2 separate regions of the Zea mays genome follow, and region 2 is linked to region 1. A link is a contact called in public Hi-C data. All regions are on one chromosome and are shown on one strand. The core of a region is the stretch at or near the end of the contact, and the rest is flanking DNA. Distances in the headings are between cores, read along the strand shown. Region 1 holds the start of LOC100274517. Region 2 holds the start of LOC100191433.

What was found. Hi-C and Micro-C count contacts between places; a contact is called where the count stands out from the background.
Region 2: a contact with region 1 is called in a Hi-C map of ear, with 2.4 times the contacts expected there. The contact joins the promoter of LOC100191433 here to the promoter of LOC100274517 in region 1. A contact is called at or near these places in 3 of 25 Hi-C or Micro-C datasets (ear and tassel).

The regions. Positions count from the first base shown.
Region 1 is chr3:214,800,094-214,807,529 of Zm-B73-REFERENCE-NAM-5.0, reverse strand. It overlaps LOC100274517, which reads right to left and starts at 2,421. Exons shown (of 3, transcript NM_001148874.1): 1 at 1,831-2,421; 2 at 9-564. The coding sequence starts at 460. The coding sequence ends at 32.
Region 2 is chr3:215,086,863-215,094,753 of Zm-B73-REFERENCE-NAM-5.0, reverse strand. LOC100191433 reads left to right here and starts at 5,988. Exons shown (of 6, transcript NM_001136866.1): 1 at 5,988-6,524; 2 at 6,670-6,941; 3 at 7,014-7,088; 4 at 7,218-7,487; 5 at 7,585-7,891. The coding sequence starts at 6,221.

The sequences.
Region 1 (7,436 bases), core at 1,172-3,671:
ATATATACCTACGATTAGCTTTGGGTGCTCATCAGTCATCACCAGCCATATACAGGGTGTTGTACTTGAGGAGGCAAGAGACCCATATCCACACATTGCTCTTATCGTAGTCCCGGGTACCAGGAATGGCTTCGGTTGCCAGCCTGAGAACCTCATTGCCGGTTAAGCATCGATGGGCCAACGCTAGACCGCCATCCATGATGTCGAACAAATTAGGCTGTGAGGTTCTTTTATTCTTTCTTTTCCTACCTTGTTTAGGCTGAGCAGCCTCATTGTTCAGAACCTTGTCAAGGTCTGAGTACTCCATGAATCTCTCAGTCGCTGCCTCCCATGAAAGGTTGTATCTTTGCTCAGGGGTTAGCTGTTGGGGTTCTCTATCCATTGCCTCTTTCACTCTCGCAACAAACTCCTCTGAAGTCTTGTATGTCAAACAGTTCGGAAAATGACATGAAAAACTCATTTCATGGATGTCTTGCGCAGATCATGAATTTCCCCATTGAAAGAGCCTCTATTGTTGTTGTGCACAGGACATCACTAATGCTCGGATTTATGAAAACCTTGTACCTGAAAAAAAATACAAACAGCAAATGGCAGCATCAGTAATCAACAAAAAAAGTGGAATACAGAATTAATTATCTTTGACAATTGCCTTAAACTTGTTGCAGGAGCGTTGACTTTTGACATAGAATATGCTAGATGGCTAGAGGACCAAAATTAGCAAATAAATGAGTTGAGGACTGCAGTGAATGCTCATGCAAGTGAAAGTGATCTACGACTTATTGTAGATGGCATAGTGGCACACTATAATGAAATATTCAATACAAAAGCTGATGTATTTAATATACTTTCACTTTTTTAACAAGGAGGAACTAAATTCGCTAGTGAACATCGGTGTCAGATCTAGCGTTTAAACATATTTAGAAAAGCTTATGCCTAGATCCTGCCACTGCTAAACATGAACTATGGAACTCCAAAGTGCCAAACAGTGATGAAATGTGCAGGGCAAAGGGATCCTCATAGACAACACAATTTGTCTGACTATATTGCAAAGCAAAATATGCAACATCATGTGAGAAATAAAATTCTAGACCAATAGTGTTGTACAATGTCTTGTGTATAAGTGGCACAGATAGGTTATCACAAACTATGGGACCCATTAGAAAAAAAACATTTGGTCTCACATATATATAGCACTAAAATCAGAAATGAATTTGGGGTACAATTGGTGTATTGAGCCTTCCCAACTCCTACCTAGAACTGACTGCAAGCTCTAACCATTACCAAATCAATGAACAACATGCATCACAGTCGCATCGGCAATAAAAACATATCTCATTTAGAAAATGATTTATTGTGTTTTACAACATTTAGAATTGTACCAAACTTCATGAGACATAACCCTAAACAAAGACTCGTGCCTAATAACAAATTAATTGTTCTGCTCAAAATGAGACAACTCCTACGCTTTTACTGACATGAACTTAACAGAGCACCCTATACAAACAATACCAAACGATGTACTTTCTCATAATCCATATATGCATGATATGGGTGTGAATGTGTACTGAGCATGGATGCTCATGCTTTTATATACCGATGGAAACTTAGTGGAGCATGGACTCGATGCCATGTCATTTCCATATTTTTATGCGTGGGGGACTCTTTTATGTTTCTTGCTTGTGACTTCTGTCTGAGATTTTTATTATCAGGAATTCACAAATAATGTACCACTCCGGCCAATAGTAATTACAGAAGGAGATTTTAGTGAATTGAGTCCAAAAGAGGCAATGGAGTAGCAGGAAGGAGATGAACTCATATTGGAGGGCGGACCGAGGCTCTCCGATTTGCTCCGTCGTCGCGTTGCCGTGCCACACGAGCACCAACCATTAGCTCCTAACGACAGCGGGATCTGGGCTTGCGATGCCTCCATGGATCTGGCCAGGAAGGAGATGCTGGAGTCAGCCTCGGGCGACAACACAAAGAAGTTCGCGCATACTCCGCTTGACCTCCCGTGCATGGAGAAGTTTGCGCCTGCTCCTTCTGGATCTCAATGAACTCGAGGTCGGGTAGGACAGAGGCGGCGCCATCGGGGAGGCCACCAAAGGGGTTGGGGCGTCCTCCTCCTTGACGAACGCGGTGACAGAGGTGGAGACTGGGTAGGATGGAGGCGGCGCCATTGGCACATCGAGAGAGACGAGGTGCTGCCGGTCACCCGCGCGTAGGGAGGCGATCGTTGCGGGCGTAGGGAGCGGCATGGCGGCGGGTGTGCTGTAGTGGCGCCGGTAGGTGGGTTTTGCGGCAGGATTCGTAGGGGCAAGGCGACGGGCGCGTGATCCGCGCACGTAGGGAGGGGAATTGCGGTTGGGGGGGTGGGGGCGTGCGCGTGATCCGCGGGGTAGGGGAATCGGCGATGGCGGCGGGCCTGTGCGGCGGGCGCGTGATTCGCGCGCGTAGGGAGGGGAACGGGCGTGCGCGTGATCCGCGGGGTAGGGGAATCGGTGGGGGCAGTCTACATTGTACCCTTAATAGTTAGTAGAGAGGTGTGGGTTCAAACTCCACCTTCTGCACCTCTTTTTAACATAACCCACCTCCTACATCGCTTTTAAACATTTTACGTGAGTTAATTTGGAAGAAATGTAGGGACTTTTTTGTAAATAGATGACGCAGGACAACCATTGAAACTGGTGCTTTAAGTATAGTAGAGATATTATAAACATGCATGCATCCATTTTGGAAGAAAAGTGTTAGCTTGGTTCCAAAATAATAGTGTCAAAATAACCTAAATATGCCAAAGTCTTCGTACTTTGTTAAATATCTTATAAACACATGCTAATAAGTTCATATTCCAAACCTCTAGAGCTAATTGTTAGTCAGCTAATAAGTTGTTAGCTAAGTTGAAGGAGCTAACAATTAATAGCTAGATATAACTAACAATTAGTTGGTCTATTAGCCGACCTGTTCTAAATCTATCAGCTAATTTTAACTGCTAATTATTAGTTTGAGGGGTTTGAAACAGAGTCTAATTGGAAGGTTAAGCTAGAAACTTGAGACACTACGCAGGGTTGGGCTTTATGCAAGTGCGATTGCACAGGGTCCAAAATTCTTAGGGGAGGTGCTAAATAATTTTAGCTCAGTAATAGACCTAAATAATATATATTACTGAGCAGCCAAGCATTACACCATCTAAGCTGAACCCAACTAGCAGCTTGACCGCTGCTCTTCTGAGATGTATCTATAACAATTAATACATATATTTATTTATGTATTCTATTACAATATAATTTCGTAAAAAAACTATGGATAAATTTGTTATAAAGTGTCACAAGCGTTATCTAGTTTTTTTGTAATTCAGAATACATGTATTCTATTACAATGTAATTCTCGTTATATTTTTCTATAAAATAGGCTCTTCTTTGAAGTTTAGTAGAGGGTAGGGATGGCAACGGGCACATTTTACCCGCGTGCCCGTGGGTAAAAACCTTATAGGGTGCGTGTTTAGGTGTGAGTTTTGAAAGGGACATAGGGTCAAACCTTTTCCTATATGAATTTTGGTGGTTGAATTGCCCAACACAAATTATTGGACTAACTAGTTTGCTCTAGATTATGAGTTCTACAGGTGCCAAAGGTTCAACATAAACCAATATAAAGTCCAAGAAAGGGTTCAAATAAAAAGAGCAAAAGACAACCGAAGGCTGCCCTGGTCTCGCGCACCGGACTGTCAGGTGTGCCACCGGACAGTGTCTGGTGCACCAGGGAGGAACGGCTTTGAACTGCTCAGCTTCGAGAATTTGGGGAAGCCACTCCGCTATAATTCATCGGACTATCCGGTGTTACACCGAACTGTCCGGTGAGCCAGCGGAGCAACGACTATCTGCGCCAACGGTCGTCTGCAAAAGGCTACAGTGAACGTGAACAGTGCGCGCCTGCGCGCGCAGAAGTCGGAGCAGCGCCAGAAGGCGCACCGGACAGTGAACAGTAACTGTCCGGTGCACCACCGGACTGTACGGTGGCCCCACTTGTCAGAGCTCCAACGGTCGAACCCTAACGGTTGGGTGACGTGGCTGGCGCACCGGACAGTGTCCGGTGCGCCATACGATAGCAGCCCCTCCCAACGGTCACTTTGGTGGTTGGGGCTATAAATACCGCCAACCACCAACACTTCAAGGCATCCATTCAATACAAGAGTTCTAAACTTCACTCCAAGACACAAACAAGAGATCAAATCCTCTCCCAAGTCCAAAGATCATTCCAATCAAATAGTGACTAGTGAGAGAGTGATATTTGTGTTCTTTTGAGTTCTTGCGCTTGGATCGCTTTTCTTCTTCTTTCTTTCTTGTTCCCACTCAATTGTAATCAAGGCAAGAGACACCAATTGTGTTGTGGTCCTTGTGGGGACTTAGTGTCCCGATTGATTGAGAAGAGAAGCTCACTCGGTCTAGGTGACCGTTTGAGAGAGGGAAAGGGTTGAAAGAGACCCGGTCTTTGTGACCACCTCAACGGGGATTGGGTTTGCAAGAACCGAATCTCGGTAAAACAAATCACCGTGTCATCCACTCTATTTCTTTGGTTGATTTGTTTTCGCCCTCTCTTTTGGACTCGTTTATATTTCTAACGCTAACCCCGACTTGTAGTTGTGCTTAAAGTTTGTTAATTTCAGATTCCGCCTATTCACCTCCCCTCTAGGCGACTTTCAATTGGTATCAGAGCCTGGTACTTCATTAGAGCTTACCCGCTCGAAGTGATGTCGGGAGATCACGCCAAGAAGGAGGTCATGACCGACGAGAAGCCCGCTACAAGCCACGGGAAGGCTCCATCAAGGGAGTCCGGCTCCAAAGGAAAGGGAGAATCACCCTCCCACAACAAGTCGCAGCGGAGTGGCGACAAGAAGAAGAAGATGAAGAAAGTGGTCTACTATGAGACCGATTCTTCATCGCCATCCACCTCCGGCTCCGACGCGCCGTCCGTCACTTCTAAGCGCCATGAGCGCAAGAAGTTTAGTAAGATCCCCCTACGCTATCCTCGCATTTCAAAACGTACTCCCTTACTTTCCGTCCCACTAGTCAAACCACCCGTTTTTTAGGGTGAAGATTATAACATGTGGAGTGATAAAATGAGGCATCACCTAACCTCACTCCACGCTAGTATTTGGGACGTTGTTGAGTTTGGAGTGCAGGTACCGTCGCCGGGGGATAAAGATTATGACTCGGACGAGGTTGCCCAAATTCGGCACTTCAACTCCCAAGCCACTACTATACTCCTTGCCTCTCTAAGTCGAGAGGAGTATAATAAGGTGCAAGGGTTGAAGAGCGCCAAGAAAATTTGGGACGTGCTCAAGACCGCGCACGATGGAGACGAGGTGACCAAGATCACCAAGAGGGAAACGATCGAGGGGGAGCTCGGTCGTTTTATGCTCAACCAAGGAGAAGACCCGCAAGCCATGTACAACCGGCTAAAGACCTTGGTAAATCAAGTGCGCAACCTCGGGAGCACCAAATGGGATGACCATGAAATGGTCAAGGTTATTCTTAGATCACTTATTTTTCTTAACCCTACTCAGGTTCAATTAATTCGTGGTGATCCAAGATATAAACTAATGTCTCTCAAGGAAGTGATAGGAAAATTTGTGAGCTTTGAATTGATGATCAAAGGCTCCAAGAAAATCATCGAGCAAGGCGCCTCCTCCACACCCGAGGCACAACCCGTCGCATTCAAGGCGGTGGAGGAGAAGAAAGAAGAGTCTGCATCAAGTAGGCTTCTCATTGACGCCTCCAAGCTCGACAACAAGGAAATGGCGCTCATCATAAAGAGCTTCCGCCAAATCCTCAAGCAAAGGAGGGGGAAGGAATACAAGCCCCGCTCCAAGAAGGTTTGCTACAAATGTGGTAAGCCCGGTCATTTTATCGCTAAATGTCCTTTGTCTAGTGATAGTGACAGGGATAACGACAAGAGGGGGAAGAAGAAGGAGAAGAAGAAGAGTTATTACAAGAAGAAGGGCGGCGATGCCCATGTTTGCCGGGAGTGGGACTCCGACGAGAGCTCCACTGACTCCTCCGACGACAAGGACGCCGCCAACATCGCCATCAACAAAGGTCTTCTCTTCCCCAACGTCGGCCACAAGTGCCTCATGGCAAAAGACGGCAAGAAGAAGAAGGTAAAATCTAGATCCTCCCCTAAGTATGCAACTTCTAGTGATGAGGATAATTCTAGTGATGATGAGGATGACTTGCTTACTCTTTTTGCCAATCTTAACATGCAATAAAAAGAGAAATTGAATGAATTGATTAGTGCTATTCATGAGAAGGATGAACTCTTGGATAGCCAAGAGGACTTCCTTATTAAGGAAAACAAAAAGCATGTTAAGACTAAAAATGCTTATGCTCAGGAGGTAGAGAAAAATGAAAAATTAACTAGTGAGCTTAGCACTTGCCATGACACTATTTCTAGCCTTAGAAATGAAAATGCCAAATTAATTGCTAAGGTTGAGAAATCAAATGTTTGTGATGATTCAATTGTTAATCTTAGAAATGATAATGCTAGTTTAATTGCTAAGATTGACATGTTGAATGAATCTCTTGCTAGCCTTAAGTTTGAGAATGATAAATCAATTGCTAGGGCTAAGGAATTAGATGTTTGCAATGTTTCTATTTCCAATCTTAGAGATGAGAATGCTATTTTACATGCTAAGATTGTTAAATTAAATCATTGCAAACCCTCTACATCTACGGTTGATCATGTCTCTATTTGCACTAGATGTAGAGATGTTAATGTTGATGCTATTCATGATCACCTTGCTATGATTAAACAACAAAATGATCATATAGCTAAACTAGATGCTAAAATTGCCGAGCATGAACTGAAAAATGAGAAATTTAAATTTGCTCGTAGTATGCTTTATAGTGGAAGACGCCCTGGCATTAAGGATGGCATTGGCTTCCAACAGGGAGACAATGTCACGCTTAATGCCCCTCCTAAAAGATTGTCGAATTTTGTTAAGGGCAAGGCTCCCATGCCTCAGGATAACGAGGGCTAAATTTTATATCCTGCTGGTTATCCTGAGGATAAGATTAGGAGAATTCATGCTAAGAAGACTCATTCTATTTCTCACCATGCTTTTATTTATAAGAATGAGGCTTCTAGCTCTAGGCGTTCTACCCATGTTAAAATGCCTAAGAAGAAATCTCCTATTGCATCAAATGATCACAACATTTCATTTAAGACTTTTGATGCTTCCTATGTGCTTACTAACAAATCAGGCAAAGTAGTTGCCAAATATGTTGGGGGCAAACACAAGAGGTCAAAGACTTGTGTTTGGGTACCCAAGGTGCTTGTTTCTAATGTAAAAGGACCCAAGACCGTTTGGGTACCTAAGAACAAGACCTAAATTTGTTTTGTAGGTTTATGCATTCGAGGGCTCAAGTTGGATCATCGATAGTGGG
Region 2 (7,891 bases), core at 4,739-7,238, 280 kb before region 1:
CGCACGGGCACCGTGTCTTCATACTGTAGTAAGTGGTACCCCTGATTCAGGGTACCGACAGGAGCATTTCATCCAGGGGGAGTTTTGTTAAGTCAAAGGAAAAACATTTGAAACAGGGGGAGAAAATTTCAAATCTTGAAAATGCTTCTCAATCTTATTCACATACCTTTGACTATTTGCAAAAAAACTTTGAAAATATTTTCCAAAAGAATTTGCAAAAACAAAACAAGTGGTGCAAATGTGGTCCAAAATGTTAAATAAAAGAAAACCAACCATGCATATCTAATAGAAGTATAAATTGGTTTAATTCCAAGCAACCTTTACACTTACCTTGTGCAAACTAGTTCAATTCTGCACTTATATATTTGCTTTGGTTTGTGTTGGCATCAATCACCAAAAAGGGGGAGATTGAAAGGGAAATAGGGTTTGACCTTTTCCTATAAATAATTTTGGTGGTTGAATGCCCAATACAAATAGTTGGACTAACTAGTTTGCTCTAGATTATACATTCTACAGGTGCTAAAGGTTCAACACAAACCAATAAAAAGATCAAGTTAGGGTTCAAAAAGAAAGGAGCAAAAGAAACCGAAGGGAACCCTGGTCTAGCGCACCGGACTGTCCGGTGCACCAGGGTCGATCGACTTCAAACTCTTCACCTTCGGGTTTCAAAGGCCGCGCTCCGCTATAATTCACTGGACTGTCTGGTGTGCCACCGGACTGTCCGGTGCACCAGCGGAGCAACAGCTAGGCAGCGCAACGGTCGGCTCCAACGGTCGCTTGCAGAAGCTACAGTGCGTGGACAGTTCGCGCAGAGTCAGAGCATCCGCCAGGCGCACCGGACAGTGCATAGTACCTGTCCTGTGCGGCACCGGACTGTCCGGTGCCACATGAAGACAAAGCTCCAACGGTTGAAACCGTCAGAACCCTAACGGTTGGGTGACGTGGCTGGCGCACCGGACACTGTCTGGTGGCGCACCGGACTGTCCGGTGCGCCCATCGACAGCAGCCTGCCCCAACGGTTGAATTGGTGGTTGGGGGGCTATTAATACCCCACAACCACCTCTACTCCAACCATCCTAGCATTCACTACTCCTCATTCAATACAAGAGCAATACACAACACTCCAAGACACAAATCAAAGCCTCCGATCCAATCAAAGTCCACAATTCAACTCTAGTATTTTAGGACTTGTGAGAAGATCGTCTTGTGTTTCTTTGTTGCTCTTATTGCTTGGTTGGCTTTCTTCTTTCTCTCATTCTTACTCTCAAAGCCTTGTAAGCGAAGCAAGAGACACCAATTGTGTGGTGGTCCTTGCGGGGTCTAAGTGCCCCGGGAAATCAAGGAAGAAAGCTCACTCGGTCTAAGTGACCGTTTGAGAGAGGGAGATGGTTAAAAGAGACCCGGTCTTTGTGACCACCTCAACGGGGACTAGGTTCTTTGTAACCGAATCTCGGTAAAACAAATCATCGTGTCACCCGCTTTATTTTCTTGGTTGATTTGTTTTCCCCTCTCTCCCGGACTTAACTTTTATTCTAACGCTAACCCCGGCTTGAAGTGTGTTTAAAATTTGTAAATTTCAGTTTCCGCCTATTCACCCCCTTTCTAGGCGACTTTCACTTCTTCTCTAAAAAACAACAAATAAGCAAGGGTGAGAACTTACATACTCAGCAACCCACCTTCACCCATGGAGTGAGAAATTTGGAATAATGCATTGGCTCTATGGGGCTTAGGGTATTTTTGCAGAAAATCTAATTTTACATGCAAGGTTATAGTTCTGCAAACTTGTTCTTTCAAAATCTCATTTTCTTCCGACGGAGTTCAAAACTTTCCTTTTCAAACTAAAACCCCATGAACAAAACCATCCAAAAAACTTAGCAGTTCCCTCCGTTTTTTGCAATTAATTTTCAAGACCAAAAGTAGCTACTGGACTTCCCTTCCACCATAGCTCATAGCTCAACCGTTGTACCTCTCGAAACTTTTTTTCTAAATATTTTCAAAAACAAATCACTAGTGGACATATACTATTTGAATATATTGTAATGCTATGTACAGGTTCACTTTAGCCACATAATTTAGACCCGAGACACTCCCTGTAGCGAGGCCTAACTCAAACCCAATTTTGGCCTACACGACAAAACTCAACTTTTGCCTATGTGACATCACCCTAGTGACTGCCCTAAGAGGAACAAGGCCACCCCTACGTCCAACACTAGGACTAAAACATTTTCCCTTCCTTTTCCTACTGGTGCTCACCCCACCACCTGTAATCTTGAGGATAGCGTATGCATGTTTTGATCAAGTGATTGCCCATACAATCTTAAGTGGTTGCACTTATGGAGTTTGGCAAGCTAAAACAACAACTCGGTCCTTATATGAGACAAAACAATCTTTCCTACTCACACCTATACCGGTTGAGCCAAACTCCTTCTGATTCGTTTTAAATTAAAGAATTCCAACCGTCTTAGTCTAGATAGTGCCGACGATAACTGCTCACTTTATTTTTTGTACACCAAACCCCTTTTTATTTTGAAAAAACTCACACCTTTTTCCAAATCCTTTGTGAAATAATTTGTAAAGAGTTTTCTGCATAAATCATTTTGAAGTGATGTATAAGGTTGGATGGTTATATCATCATGTCCCTTAGCAGCAAAATAATACAATGCATATATAAAAACACGCTAAGGATTGTGTTTGAAATGTAGGTTATTTATATATCAAAGGGATTCATTGTGCTTACCATTGCTTTAACCGGTGAAAAGGCGAGAGCTCGTAGAACTGAATTATAGATTCAACGTCTAGCGTAGACTTGTAGAACTGGCCTTCATGTTACAGCGCGAGCACTACAATAACTACACAACATGAATAAACAAACATACAAACTAACGAGTATATCAATAAATATTTAGTATAATGGTAATAAATGATGATGAGTGGACGAATAAAGTTTTGAGTAGAGCTTGTCTTGCAAGTTGCTTTTGCAAGTATTTGTAAGCTGCTAATATGAGGTTGCATGCCAAATGAGAGTGGATGCGGCGTTGTGATATTGCTCATGATGGAGTGGAGATGCTTACTTGTGTTTATGGGTAGATCAAATATGAACTAATACTAGGCCTCTTATTAGTTTATGAAAGTAAAGTGGAGTACTTAGTGTGCTGAGGTTTACATGGCTTGTGGTGTCGAGTGTGTGGGAAGGAAGAAGATAGCCTTCTAGGTGTATTTGAAGCTGGGGTATATCGGTCAAAGACGACTTAGTAGAGAAGATATCGGAGTTATGAGAATAATAGTAAAAGAATTGTCCAAATCTAAGTTCAAACCAAAGTATTATGAGCAAAATATGGACATTGGTATTTTTATTTTTATTTTAGATTACGAACCATGCTCAAGGGAGGGCATGTTTGGGTATCGGGTGGTTTAATAAGATTTTAGGAACAAGAACTGTCAAAATCGGAGTTTGGATGGAGGAGCTATGAAATGTTTACTCATATGAGGAATTATAAAAGGAGTAAATGAATATTTCTATAATATTTCAAAATTTGCATATTTGGAAAATTGAAAATATGAATGTATTTTTTTGAGTTCTATAGTAACATAAAATATTTTTGGATTGCTCATGAACAGATGTTCATGCTGGTGTCGACTGTTTGTGCCTATAGCGTCACATGAGGCATACATAGATATGCAAAACTAGGTTGTGACTTAGACAATTCTGAGCAATGGCTAAGCTCAGACGGCCATCATGGCTGCATAGAGCTTAATTTTAGATGAATTTATAAATAAAAACCATAATTATTAGAGTTTGTATGACTGAGACATTGGCTTGACAAATTTATGTGAGCTGAAAAAGAAAAATACAAAGTCTGCGCATAGCAGCATGATGAACGGATGAACACCAGACGAATAATGAACAAACGATAAACGAACAACAAACAAACAAACGATGAACAAACGAATGAACATCAAACGAATGAAGGCCAATGAATGAATGATGAAGAATTGAATGAACGAATGGTGAATAATAAACGAACGGATGAACTATTGCACATATAGCTGTAGCGTGGCTAGAGTGTGGTTGTAATGTGTTTGTGTGGGAGTGAGTGAACAACCAAGGGACGAGTTTGAGTTATCCCCTTGTCCCTCCATTTATAGGCAAGGCCACCATTTGAATGACTTTTAGAGCTATATTTAGAGGAAGCTTTGGAGTTATGATTAGAAGTATCTCTAAAGTTTGCTCCAAAGGAAACTCTAAGTTTTGCTTTAGGGGTCCTTTGTATCCCTTTATTTTAAAGAAATCAGAATCTACTTAATAGAATAGGTTATTTGGCCTGGAATTTAGTATTCTGTCACTTTCCAAAGTTCAGATATAAGCCTATATCAAATTTATAGGATGAGATGTGGAAATTGATTTTATATATCATCACTCAGTGTTTCTATTCTGCAATTGATAACACGTCCTTCGGCTCGCTCCCCTATTATATAAATGTAGCATATTAATATCTCTCACATATGATCAATTGTAGTATACAAATATATTCTATATAAACTATATTAGCTTAATTGATCTATGTCTAAATTATGATTATTAGAACAGAATTTAATTCCAAAGATCCAAAGGGCACAAAAAGTCCATTGGGAGAGAGACTTCGGAATTGAGCCATATAGACCGAGATGGGCCAAAAAGAGAGAAAGGGAAAATATTTTTCTAGGGATTCTAATATGGATTTTTATGAAATTATTTATAAAATATCTATAAAACATTTTGGAGGAATTTAAAAAGAATTTATGTGTAGAGTATTTATAGAAAATTTTACGAGACTTCACACGAATATTTTTTTGAGATCATCATACGCACAATTTTTTCTTTGTTGAGATCGAACACGCACAATTCTTTTGAGAACAAAATTTTAAAAAATATTTTGGATTTAAAACGAGTTCGATAAATTTTCTAGGAGTGGTTCTCGGGGTGTCAAAAGAAATGACCCTCCCTGTTTTGTATTTTCCTATAATTCTGAATTAGCTCGTGCACATCAAGGTTTTTGCGGTTTGGACTCAGACATGGATGTGTCCCTTCATCATGGTCTTCAATTCTTAGCTATACATGCCTTGTTCGTACTCGATGCTCACGTTGTGCAAGATAACAATGCAATCCACTATATTTTAAAGATCCAACGGGTACCATGATACTTAGCTTAAAGCACCCCAATGGCATGTTCTACATCTAGGGATGGACATTCAGTTTTTTTAAACTTCAGTTCGGCTTTTTGGTTTTAAAAAACATTGTTTTTTCGGACATCAGAATCGATCGGTTTTCTAGAAAATGAAAAACCAAGAAATTCGGTTTCGGTTTTTTACTTCAGTTTTCGGTAAAAACCAAACACCAAACTTATACTCAAGACAACACATACAACAAGTTTACATAATATATTACACACAATTTTAAAAAGTAAAAATTATATAGGTACAAAAATTACCCATGAGGGTACCAATATGAGTATAATTTCATATCAGTTTTTTAACGGTTATAATTTTATGTCGTGGGTATGGGTAAGCATTACCATGCGGACTTTACCTATCAGATATTTTATTCTTAAATCGGAAAAAAATACAGGTTATATCTAAAAAAATTACAACAAATCAAATATGCAATTTTAGCATTGAATATATGCAGCCATCGTTTCCTGAAAGAAAAATAAAATTCACCAGAATTTAGTAACTCCTTTTGTCGTCTAATAATAAAATCCCGGCAAATCTCTAGTGGCCTTTCTATAAAAAAGGAAAATAGAGCAGGCCACTTAAATTTGGCCTCAACTACGGCGCGTTCCCTGCTTGGCTTTGGTTTGCCAACTTTGGCTTGCTCCCCAGCACGACCACGCCCACCGTCGACGGTGGCAGACAATCGTGCGCGCGCCTGTGCCGGTCCGGGGGGGAGGGCTGGCCATGCACGCGCGCACAAGGCACGCACAGCAACACAAAAGTTCCAAGGCCTCCCCTTCCTCTAGCAGTGGCGAGGCAGGAAGGCAGGCCGGGTGTCCTGCCTCCCTTGCGCGCGCTCTCACGACCCATCCCGTCGTGCGTCATCGAGCTCCGGCGGGCGGGCCATGCACGCGTCCAGCTAGCTCACACAGCGCCGTCTCGACCTGCTGCCGGTGCTCCACCCGGCCCGCGTCAACATCACGGCGGGCGGGCGCGCGCGTGAACGGTTTCCTCTCCGCATGACCCTGTGATGGTCGGTGGGTTCCTGCGGCGCGGCCACAGCCTCGACAGGCTCCTGTCGAGGAGGCGCCGGGCCGTTTCGCCCAGCCCCTCGTTCTCGTCCTCCTCCTCCACGCCGTCGTCTCCGCGTGGCAGCAGCGTCAGGAGCGGCATGATGGCAGAGGACGACGACGACGCGCCCACCACCGTGGCGGCGCCACCGCTGCAGAGACGGGTGCTGTCCAGGAGCCACGGCTCGCGGGCCACTCCCGGCCGGTCCCAGGACCTGCCGCCGGTGCCATCGAGGACCGTCCGCGACAGTGGGCCGCCTTCAGGTGATGTGATCTATCACCGTTATTATTGCTAGCCATCTATCTGCTTGTGTTCTTCTTCTGCGAGAACATCTGTCTGAGTTTTTAATCAGGGTGACCTGCCTGAATGAGTACCATTTGTGCTGTGTTGGGATTGACTGCACTGCAGATTTAGATTTGATGAAGGATAAGTTCGCCAAGCTGCTGCTCGGGGAGGACATGTCCGGCACGGGCAAAGGGGTGTCCTCCGCTCTCGCTCTCTCCAACGCCATCACAAATCTCGCGGCCTCCATATTCGGGGAGCAGCGCCGCCTCGAGCCCATGTCCGCGGAGCGGAGGGCGCGGTGGAACAAGGAGATCGACTGGCTCTTGTCGGTCGCCGACCACATCGTCGAATTCTCTCCCTCGCAGCAGGTGTCCGAGGACGGAACTAACATCGAGGTCAGCATAGCAATTGCGACGCCAATTTCACCCTGCGCGCTTGCACTGACATGTATTTCGTCCTCCAATCAGGTGATGGGCACTCAGCAGCGCGGGGATCTCCTCGTCAACATCCCCGCCTTGCGAAAACTCGACGCGATGCTCCTAGTAAGCACGACGATATCGTATCTTTCTTTACAGCACACGCAATCAAATATACAGATGCAATGCAACGGCTCCGGCCGGGTTTTTCTGAATTCATCTCGACGTTTTGTTTTCTTTTCTGCCGCGGAACAGGAGTATCTGGACAGTTTCGGCGAGGCCCAGGAGTTCTGGTACGTGGCGAAGGACGCGGACGGGGGCGAGGACGACGACGACAGCACGTGCGACAAATGGTGGATCCCGACGGTGAGGGTCCCCGCCGAGGGCCTGTCGGACGCGTCCAGGAAGTGGCTCCAGCACCAGAAGGACCTCGTGGGGCAAGTTCTCAAGGCGGCCATGGCCATCAACGCCGACGTCATCGCGGAGATGGAGATCCCCGAGGAGTATATCGAGTCCCTGCCGAAGGTGATTGATATTCCATACGACCCGGGGGCTGCCCGGCTGCCAAAATTTCGTTCTGTAGATAAAGAAAGGGGGAAAAAATGCGCTGCTCACCTTGCAGAACGGAAGGTCCATTCTTGGAGACTCCATGTACAAGATCATAACCGACGACGTCTTCGACCCCAACGAGCTCCTGCAGTCCGTGGACCTGTCGACGGAGCACAAGATCGTGGACCTCAAGGACCGGATCGAGGCCTCCGTCGTCATCTGGCACCGGAAGATCAGCAACAAGCTCTCGTGGGGCCCCGCCGGCGTCAGCCTGGAGAAGCGGGAGGAGTTCGAGGAGCGGGCGCAGACCGCCCTGCTCATCCTCAAGCACAGGTTCCCCGGCATCCCTCAGTCGGCGCTCGACATCAGCAAGATCCAGT